Linked DNA regions of Pan troglodytes: region 1 is linked to region 2. The links are chromatin contacts, called in public Hi-C maps. All regions are on one chromosome and are shown on one strand. Each heading gives the region's core, a stretch centred on a gene start, on an enhancer-like site or on the middle of the called end of the contact. The rest is flanking DNA. Distances are from core to core; before and after follow the strand shown.

Region 1 (5,290 bases), core at 1,146-3,645, 91 kb before region 2:
GTTGTGGGGCGGGGTCCCCATGCAGCAGGAGAGGTTGAGGCTGGACCTGGGGTGAGGATGCAGGGGGTGCGGGGGCTCCGAGCGCAGCAAGAGAGGTCAAGGCTAGACCCGGGGTGAGGGTGTGGGGGTTGTGGGGCGGGGTCCCCATGCAGCAAGAGAGGTCGAGGCTGGACCCGGGGTGAGGGTGCAGGGGTTGTGGGGCGGGGTCCCCATGCAGCAGGAGAGTTCGAGGCTAGACCCGGGGTGAGGGTGCGGGGGTTGTAGGGCGGGGTCCCCATGCAGCAGGAGAGTTCGAGGCTAGACCCGGGGTGAGGGTGCAGGGGGTGGGGGGCTCCGAGCGCAGCAAGAGAGGTCAAGGCTAGACCCGGGGTGAGGGTGTGGGGGTTGTGGGGCGGGGTCCCCATGCAGCAAGAGAGGTCGAGGCTGGACCCGGGGTGAGGGTGCGGGGGTTGTGGGGCGGGGTCCCCATGCAGCAAGAGAGGTCGAGGCTAGACCTGGGGTGAGGGTGCGGGGGTTGTAGGGCGGGGTCCCCATGCAGCCGCAGAGGTCGAGGCTAGACCCGGGGTGAGGGTGTGGGGGTTGTGGGGCGGGGTCCCCACGCAGCAGGAGAGTTCGAGGCTGGACCCGGGGCGCGGTGTAGGCGGGGTGGAGAGAGAGTGGGCCGGGGATCCCAGTGCCGCAGGAGGGACTGCGCTACACGGGGCCGACCTGTAGCAGCAGGAGGTCGTGGTCGATGGTGTCAGGCTGGCTGTCCGGGTGGGGCACTGCGCGGAGCACGTCGTACAGGCGCTTGGAGGGCTCCGGCTGCGACAGGGAGTGCGCGCCCAGGAGAACCTGCACCTTCCCGCCGGCCCTGGGGACGGGACGGAGGCCGCGGTCGGTGCCAGCCGACTCCCCCCACCCCACCCGGGCTCTTCCCCCGCGCGGCGCGGGCACTCACGCGTCCTCCAGGCAGTGCGCCGCGCTCAGCACCCACTGCTCCGCCACCAGGACGCCGCCGCACAGGTGCGCGCCGTTCAGCTGCACCGACGCCATGTAGGGCCGCGCGTGCGCCTCGGCCTCTCTGCCGCCCAGGATCCGACCACGGGGCGGCGCCGCTGTGGGTGGGCGGGCGCGTGAGGGCCGCGGGGTGGACTCCTCCCCCGGGCGAGGCTGCCTGACGGGATCCCAGCTCTCACCCCCCAGGCCGCTCCCCGCAAGAATCCCATCTCTGGGCGCGGTGGCTCACGCCTGTAATCCCAGCACTTTGTGAAGCCACGCGGGGGTGGGGCGGGGGGGTGCAGATCACGAGGTCAGGAGTTCGAGACCAGCCTGGCCAATATGGTGAAACCCCGTCTCTACTTAAAAAATAAATAAATAAATACAAAATTTAGTCGGTGTGGCCTATAATCTCAGCTATTCGGGAGGCTGAGGCAGGAGAATCGCTTGAACCCGGGAGTCGGAGTTTGCAGTGAGCCGAGATCGCACCACTGCACTCCAGCCTGGACGACAGAGCGAGACTCCCTATCAAAAAAAAAAAAAGAAAAAGAAAAAGAAAAAAAAGAATTCCGTTTCCGTCTTGGGGCCCCTCAGCGTTGCAAACTCAGATACCCTCCGGCGGGAATGCCCCAGAGTACAGAACCCACAGTGGGCTGGGGACCGGGGGCAGATCCCAGCGCCCTACCCTGGGCGCAGTGCCTTCCAGTTGGACATAAGAGAAATGGGGCTGACCCAACCAGTGCCTGGGCCAGCCAAGTCAGCCACGCAGATGAAGTTTTCCACGCAGACGTTCAGACTCTGTCTGCAAGAAAAGCTGACTCCAGAAAGTTCCGATTTCCAATCTGAATTTTCTAGAATTTTTCAGCGTTCAGAGCCTTCCATTAGTGAGGAGAGACACCCCCTTCCTGCCCACCTGGAGGGGCTGGAGGACCGTCCGTGTGACGGAGGGGAGCACCACGCCCCTACACAGCCCTGTCCCTCACCCCAGGCCCAGGCCTCCTCACCGCAGGCGGCCGCTCCTAGGAGGACCAGAACTGCCAGGCGCTCCCAGCTGTGCATGGTGAAGCCGCTGTGGCTGAGACACTGACCCAGGCAGGGCCCTGGGGGTGCTTTTATGAGGGTGGAGGGGGCGGGAGGCTCCCAGGGGCCTTGTCCGCCGGGTGGGCAGCGGCCCAGCTGGGGAAAGGGGAACCTGCCCGCCCAGCCTCCGCCCTCCGCGGGACTGGGTTACCTCCTGCCAGACTCACACCAGAGTCGACAAGTCGCTGGGAGACCCTCGGGCCTCTGTGAGCCTGACGGCCTGCTGGCCCTGGTGGGGGGCAGTCCCTCAGATGGGCAGGAGGCAGAGAGGGGGGCTGCACCCACCCCGGCCCCAACTTCACCAGACCCAGAGTTCCCCAGGGTGTTTCACAATCCTAGCTGGAGGCCACAGCGTGTAAACAACCCACTTCCTTGTCCTGCTACCCTCCCTTCTTTTCCTCCTCTATATTAGAGAGAAGGTCTGTTGGGGGTAGGAAGATCACTTGACACCCTTGTCTCTGTCCCTGTGGCCTCTGGGGCTTGACACCCTGACGAATAGAAAGTTGGAAAGGCCAGGGCAGAGGCAGCTGGGAAGACTGACTACAAGGGACAGGAAAACCCAGACAAACTGGGTGGAGACTGAATCATGAAAGTTATATGGAAAGTTCAGGGAATGTCCTCCTTCAGGTGTGGCTTGATCCAGGTGCCTGAACAATGTCCAGTGTCTGCCTCTGGCTTCTCCTTTCTTCTCTGATGGCTTCTCTCCTCACCAGCTTCCCCTGGTGTGTTTCCAGGGACCCCACACTCAACCCAGTGGCTCAGTGGGCCCCTCCTAAAATTCTTCCTCACTCCAGCCAAGTCTCAAGGGTGCCTTGGGTTGGTGGAGCCTGGATCACACGCCCCCTCCCAAACTGTTCACTGAGGGCAGGTTCTGATGAACAGAGTCAGGGCTGGCCGGGCACAGTGGCTCCCACCTACCATCCCGGCACATTGAGAGACCCAGATAGGAGCATCTCTTGAGCCCAGGAATTCAAGGCCAGCTTGGGGAAGACGGCAAGACCCCATCTCTACAAAAAAATTAAAATAAAATACTCAGAATCTGGGCCATAGGGCCTTCTGTGAGGTGGGGATTTGTGTGTGTTGTTTTTGTTTTATTACAGACAGGGTCTTGCTCTTTCGTCCAGGCTCGAGTGCAGTGGTGCAATCATAGCTCACTGCAGCCTCCTCGACCTCTGGGGCTCAAGTGATCCTCCCACCTCAGCCTCCAGAAGCGCTGGGACTGCAGGCCTGCTCATGGTGTAGCTCCATTTTTCACATCTGCCCCCCAGGGGCCAGCAGGATTCACCCTGCATTAATCCATGGTGCAGGGACCAGAAGGATGGGGATACCTTGTGGGGAGGACCTCGGACATCGTCCCCAGGGGGAGCAGCACACGAGGTTCCCCCGGCTTTTCTCTTCACCGTGGATCATTTCTTTCTTTTCTTTCCTTTTTTTTTTTTTTTTTTTTTTTTGAGACGGAGTCTCGCTCCTTCGCCCAGGCTGGAGTGCAGTGGTGTGATCTCAGCTCACTGCAAGCTCCGCCTCCCGGGTTCACACCATTCTCCTGCCTCAGCCTCCCGAGTAGCTGGGACTACAGGCGCCCGCCACCACACCCGGCTAATTTTTTGTATGTTTAGTAGAGATGAGGTTTCACCATGTTAGCCAGGATGGTCTCGATCTCCTGACCTCCTGATCCGCCCGCCTCGGCCTCCCAAAGTGCTGGGATTACAGGCGTGAGCCACCAAGCCTGGCCTCATTTCCTTCCTTCCTTTCTCTCTCTGTCTTTCTCTCTTTCCCTTTCTTTTTCTTTCTTTCTCTTTCCTTCTTTCTTTTTTTCTTTCTTTCTTGCTTTTTTTTTTTTTTTTGCAACACAGTCTTGCTCTGTCGTCCACGCTGGAGTGCGGTGGCACAATCTCGGCTCACTGCGACCTCCATCTCCCGGGTTCAAGCAATTCTCCTGCCTCAGCTTCCTGAGTAGCTGGGATTACACGCATGAGCAACCACACTGGGCTAACTTTTTGTATTTTTAGTAGAGACAGGGTTTTGCCATGTTGGCCAGGCTGGTCTCGAACCTCTGACCTCAGGTGATCCACCCACCTCGGCCTCCCAAAGTGCTGGGATTACAGGCATGAGCCACCACGCCTGGCCCCCTGTGGATTATTTCATACGCACAGAGAATAGAAAATGATATAACAACAGGGCTGGGCGTGGTGGCTACGCCTGTAATCACAGCACTTTGGGAGGCTGAGGCGGGCGGATCACGAGGTCAGGAGATCGAGACCATCCTGGCTAACACGGTGAAACCCCGTCTCTACTAAAAATACAAAAAATTAGCCGGGTGTGGTGGTGGGCGCCTGTAGTCCCAGCTACTCGGGAGGCTGAGGCAGGAGAATGGCGTGAACCAGGGAGGCGGAGCTTGCAGTGAGCTGAGATCGCGCCACTGCACTCCAGCCTGGGTGACAGAGCGAGACTCCATCTAAAAACAAAAAAGAAAAAAATACAATGTGGGGAAGTCACTTCTGCTCCATTGCCCTGGCTGTGCTGCCCCCTGGTGGTGGCTTACTCCAGAGATGCCCAAGAGACTCTCGATTCTAGTTTGTTTATTATTATTATTATTATTATTATTTATTTATTTATTTTTGAGATGGAGTTTCACTCTTGTTGCCCAGGCTGGAGTGCAATGGAGCGATCTTGGCTCACTGCAACCTCCACCTTCCAGAATTCAGGTGATTCTCCTGCCTCAGGCCTCCCGAGTAGCTGGGATTACAGGCATGCACCACCACGCCCGGCTAATTTTGTATTTTTAGTAGATATGGGGTTTCTCCATGTTGGTCAGGCTGGTCTCGAACTTTAGACTTCAGATGATCCGCCTGCCTCGGCCTCCCAAAGTGCTGGGATTACAGGCGCGAGCCACCGCACCGGCATTTTTTTTTTTTTTTTTTTTTTTGAGACGGAGTCTCTCTCTGTTGCCCAGGCTGGAGTGCAGTGGCGTGATCTCGGCTCACTACAGCCTTCGCCTCGCAGGTTCAAGCAATTCTCCTGCCTCAGCCTCCCAGGCACCACGACGCCAAGCTAATTTTTTTTGTATTTATAGTAGAGATGGGGTTTCACCACATTGGCAGACTAGTCTTGAACTCCCGACCTCAGGTGATCTGCCAGCCTCGGCCTCCCAAAGTGCTGGGATTGCAGGCGTAAGCCACTGGGCCAGGCTTGGACCATTTTATTTTATTTTATTTTATTTTATTTATTATTT
Region 2 (5,111 bases), core at 552-3,051:
CGGCTGCATCCTTGGTGTTTGCCGCCCTCTGGTGGCAGCGTGCGTCGGCTCCTCTCCGGCTCACACCAGAAAGTCACATGGAAGTCATTGTCTGCTGAGAATTCGTTAATTTACTTGGTCAGAACCAACATTCATTCTTTTTTTTTTTTTTTTTTGAGACGGAGTCTCGCTCTGTCGCCCAGGCTGGAGTGCAGTGGCGCGATCTCGGCTCACTGCAAGCTCCACCTCCCGGGTTCACGCCACTCTCCTGCCTCAGCCTCCGGAGTAGCTGGGACTACAGGCGCCCGCCACCACGCCCGGCTAATTGTTTGTATTTTTAGTAGAGACGGGGTTTCACCATGTTAGCCAGGATGGTCTCAATCTCCTGACCTCGTGATCCGCCCGCCTCGGCCTCCCAAAGTGCTCGGATTACAGGCATGAGCCACCGCGCCCGGCCTCAACATTCATTCTTATTCCTCACTGATTTTCACCAGGTGCCCGGTGACCCTCATGACGTCCCCCAGGGCAGGGATGTCAATGTGGCGACTTCACTTACAGATAAGGACACTGAGGCTGGGAGAGGGGTAGGCCTTGCCCAGGGTCCCTCAGGGGCATGTGGCAGAGCTGGGACTCTGTCCTGGGCTTGGAGCCTGAGCTCCCAACACCGAAGGAACCTGAGGATGCTGTGTGGCACCTGGAACCAGCTGAGCCTGAAGCTGGCCCTACATTGATGTTTCAGTTACGGGAACCCATAAAGCCTGGTTTTGCCAAAGTCAGTCTGAGTTGTGTTTGCTTGTGTCCTCTCCTAAATCTCTTTATTTTATTTATTTATTTTTGAGACGAAGTCTTGCTCTGTTGCCCAGGCCGGAGTGTAGTGGCGCGATCTCAGCTCACTGCAACCTCCATCTCCCAGGTTTAAGTGATTCTCGTGTCTCAGCCTCCTGAGTAGCTGGGACTAGGCACGCGCTACCACGCCTGCCTAATTTTTTTAATTTTTATTATTTATTTATTTATTTATTTTTATTTTTTGAGTTGGAGTCTCGCTCTTGTTGCCCAGCCTGGAGTGCAATGGTGCGATCTCGGCTCACCACAATCTTTGCCTCCTGGGTTCAAGCGATTCTCCTGCCTCAGCCTCCCGAGTAGCTGGGATTACAGACGCCTGCCACCATGCCCAGCTAATTTTTTGTATTTACTAGAGACAGGGTTTCACCATGTTGGTCACGCTGGTCTCAAACTCCTGACCTCAGGTGATCCACCTCCTGCCTCAGCTTCCCAAAATGCCAGGATTACAGGCATGAGCTACCATGCCTGGCCCCTGCAGGGTTAATTAAAATGGAGTTGAGGCCAGGTGCCGTGGCTCATGCCTGTAACCCCAGCACTTTGGGAGGCTGAGGCGGGTGGATCATCTGAGGTCTAGAGTTCCAGACCATCCTGCCCAACATGGAGAAACCCCGTCTCTACTAAAAATACAAAAATTAGCCAGGCGTGGTGGGGGGTGCCTGTAATCCCAGTTACTCCGGGGGTTGAGGCAGGAGAATCGCTTGAACCCAGGAGGCAGACGTTGTGGTGAGCTGAGATTGCGCCGCTGCACTCCAGCCTGGGCAACAGCGTGAGACTCTGTCTCAAAAAACCAAACAAACAAAAAAGAGAATTCTCCTCCTTTCCCTGGCATATCATGATACACTGAGCCAGGAGGAAACCAGGAAAGAATATGAACTCCCTCCTGCTAGCAGCAAGCGCCAGCGGACAGTTTTGCCCGCCCCAAAGGCCTCTGTGATTGCTGTGATGTCCGCAGACCTTCCAGACACGCTCTCCCGCCCCTGGAAATTTCACTAGGAATTCGTCTAAACCTCTCACAGAGTAACTTCTGGAATGTGTCTGCTCAGCAGGCAGAATTCTGTCTGATTTTCCAAGGGGCTGACTCATTACAGGAATTAAACTAAATCTTTTTTTTTTGAGACACAGTCTTGCTCTGTCGCCCAGGCTGGAGTGCCGTGGCGCGATCTTGGCTCACTGCAACCTCCACCTCTCGGGTTCAAGCGATTCTCCTGCCTCAGCCTCCCGAGTAATTGGGATTACAGGTGCGCACCACTGCGCCCGGCTAATTTTTGTATTTTTAGTAGAGACAGGGTTTCACCACATTGGCCAGGCTGGTCTCGATCTCCTGACCTTGTGATCCGCCCGCCTCGGCCTCCCAAAATGGTGGGATTACAGGTGTGAGCGACTGCACCCGGCAAACTAAATCTTAAAAAAACAGGACAGAATAGGCGGGGCGAGGTGGCTCACGCCTGTAATCCCAGCACTTTGGGAGGCTGAGGCAGGTGGATCACCTGGAGTCAGGAGTTCGAGACCAGCCTGGCCAATATGGAGATAACCCTGTCTCTACTAAAAATACAAAATTAGCTGGGCGTGGTGGGGGCGTGGGCCTGTAATCTGTAATCCCAGCTACTTGAGAGGCTGAGGCAGGAGAATCGCTGGAATTCAGGAGGCAGAGGTTGCGGTGAGCAGAGATCATGCCACGGCACTCCAGCCTGGGCAAACGGAGCGAAACTTTATCTCAAACAAACAAAAGGACAGAATAATACAAGATGAAAGTGCACATTTTCTTTTTATTTTTAAATTAATTAATTAATTCTTTAGGACAGAGCCTTGTTCTGTCGCCCAGGCCGGAGTGCAGTGGCACAATCTTGGCTCAGTGCAACCTCCACCTTCTGGGTTCAAAGGATTCTCCTGCCTCGGCCTCCCGGGTAGCTGGGATTACAGGCGCCCACCACCACACCTATTTTTTGTATTTTTAGTAGAGATGGGGTTTCACCATGTTGGCCAGGCTGGTCTCGAACTCCTGACCTCAGGTGATCCGCCCGCTTCAGCCTCCCAAAGTGTTGGGATGACAGGCGTGAGCCACCACATCTTCCTCCTCTTGGTCTTCTGCTGAGTGAGCAAGTCCCCAGGTCCTTGGGGACAGATGTGAGGTGGAGCCCTGAGTGATTTGCTGAAGTGACTTCTGGGGTACAGGGGCTACACTGTTGGAGTCTGAAGTGTGTGGCAGGCTGGGTTATGTGGGGCTCAAATGTCTGAGCCTCGGTCTCTCCTCTGGACAGCAGGGTGGGGTGCCTTCAGGAGTAGGACCATCCGGGCTGTTACTGTAGCCCCTGCTGCCCCCCCACCCCGCTCTTGACTGAGGGGTCTGCAGGCAGTGACACCAGATCCCACTGGCTGGACTCAGCCTTGAGCAGCAGAAGCTACATCCTGCTTCTGAGAATTCTTTATGGCACAGGACAAAGAAAATCATGGCTGGGAGGAGAGCAGGTTTTAAGAATTTAGGATGAGGGCCGGGTGTGGTGGCTCATGCCCATAATCCCAGTAATTTGGGAGGCCGAGGCGGGCGGATCACCTGAGGTCAGGGGTTTGAGACCAGCCTGCCCAACATGGAGAAACCCCGTCTCTACTAAAAATACAAAAATTAGCCGGGCGTGGTGGCGGGCACCTGTAATGCCAGCTACGCGGGAGGCTGAGGTGGGAGAATCCCTTGAACCCGGGAGGCGGAGCTTGCAGTGAGCCGAGATGGCGTCACTGCACTCCAGCCTGGGCGACAGAGCGAGACTTCGTCTCAAAAAAAACAAAATACAAAAAAACAAATTTAGGATGAGACGGGGAGGGAGGAAAGCAAAAATCATGGAAAAAGAGAGAGGTCAGGAGGGACAGAAACAGGGAGATAGACGTGGAGAGAGAGGCCTGAACACCAGAAATGGACAGACAGACAGGAGAGATAAAGGGCTGGGGACCTGGTGTTGAGTCTGGAGGATAGATCGTGGCCTCTGATCCAGAGTTGGGGGTGGACATCACTTCCTGCAACGAAGCAGGCGGTTCTTCTTGAACCCAGCGCCCAGGGGCAGTGAGGGGCATTACGGGGTCAGGGGAGACCCTGCCGAGCCTCTGAGAACTGGGGCTGCTGTGGGACCATCTTGCTGGCAGGACGATGGGCAGGGTGAGGTGACCGTCCAACTGGGATGATGTGGGAATAATGCACCCCTTGGTGACGTGGTGTCTGGCAACAGGCCACAGCCAGGGCCAGGGACACTGAAGACGGGGACCCCGGCCGCGCACAGAGCCTTGCCCTTTGGTCTTGGCAGGGGGCTTGTGCAGGGCACAACCTGTGCAACAGTCCTGGGCGGCCCTGATTAGAGGTGACTGAAGGGTCACAGAGAAGGGGGATGTCGAGATCCTCTGTCGTGGGCAGAACAATGGCCCCAAAGACATCCCTGTCCTAATCCCCGGGACCTGTGGCCGTGTCGCCTCTCGTGGCAGAAGCACCTGCAGATGGGACTGAGTGATGGACCGTGAGACAGGAGAACATCCTGGGTGACATGGAGGCCCAGTGTCCTCACATGGCCCTCACAAGAGGAGGCAGGAAGGTGAGCCTGAGAGAGACGGGGAGAGATTGCTTTTTTTTTTTTGAGACAGAGTCTCACTCTGTCGCCCAGGCTGGAGTCCAGTGGCACCATCTTGGCCCACTGCAACCTCTGCCACCTGGGTTGGAGCAATTCTCCTCCCTCAGCCTTTGGAGTAGCTGGGATTAAAGGTGTGCACCACCGTGCCTGGCTAATTTTTGTATTTTTAGTAGAGATGGGGTTTGGCCACGTTGGCCAGGCTGGTCTTGAACTCCTGACCTCAGGGGATCCACTCACCTCGGCCTCCCAGAATGCTGGGATTACAAGCCTGAGCCACAGTTCCTGGCCTTTTGTTTTGTTTTGTTTTTTGAGATGGAGTTTTGCTCTTGTTGCCCAGGCTGGAGTGCAATAGCACGATCTTGGCTCACTGCAATCTCCACCTCCCCAGTTCAAGTGATTCTCCTACCTCAGCCTCCCAAGTAGCTGGGATTACTGGCATTTGCCACCACGCCCAGCTAATTTTTTGTATTTTTAGTAGAGACGGACTTTCACCATGTTGGTCAAGCTGGTCTCGAACTCCTGACCTCAGGTGATCTACCCGCCTTGGCCTCCCAAAGTGTTGGGATTACAGGCGTGAGCCACTGCGCCCAACCATGTCTGCTGTTTTAAGTCATTAAGTGGATGGTGATTTGTTATAGTAGCCAGTGGAGGCTCACACATCCTCAGAGCACAGGGACAGAG

The links. A called contact is a pair of places that touch in the nucleus more often than the background predicts.
Region 1: a Hi-C map of stem cell-derived neural progenitor cells shows a contact between it and region 2, with 2.3 times the contacts expected there. The contact joins the promoter of CFD here to the enhancer-like site in region 2. A contact is called at or near these places in 2 of 7 Hi-C or Micro-C datasets (induced pluripotent stem cells and stem cell-derived neural progenitor cells).

The regions. Positions count from the first base shown.
Region 1 is chr20:3,142,198-3,147,487 of NHGRI_mPanTro3-v2.0_pri, reverse strand. It overlaps CFD (complement factor D), which reads right to left and starts at 2,395. Exons shown (of 5, transcript XM_054673893.1): 1 at 1,983-2,395; 2 at 941-1,097; 3 at 709-853. The coding sequence starts at 2,037.
Region 2 is chr20:3,050,656-3,055,766 of NHGRI_mPanTro3-v2.0_pri, reverse strand. No RefSeq gene overlaps it. Among named protein-coding and RNA genes, the nearest start is that of MISP, 21 kb to the right of the region's middle. Within about 2 kb of position 1,801, at least 3 of the 24 cell types and tissues checked have an H3K27ac peak or open chromatin away from gene starts, as enhancers often do. A contact at or near this core is called in stem cell-derived neural progenitor cells, where this site is marked.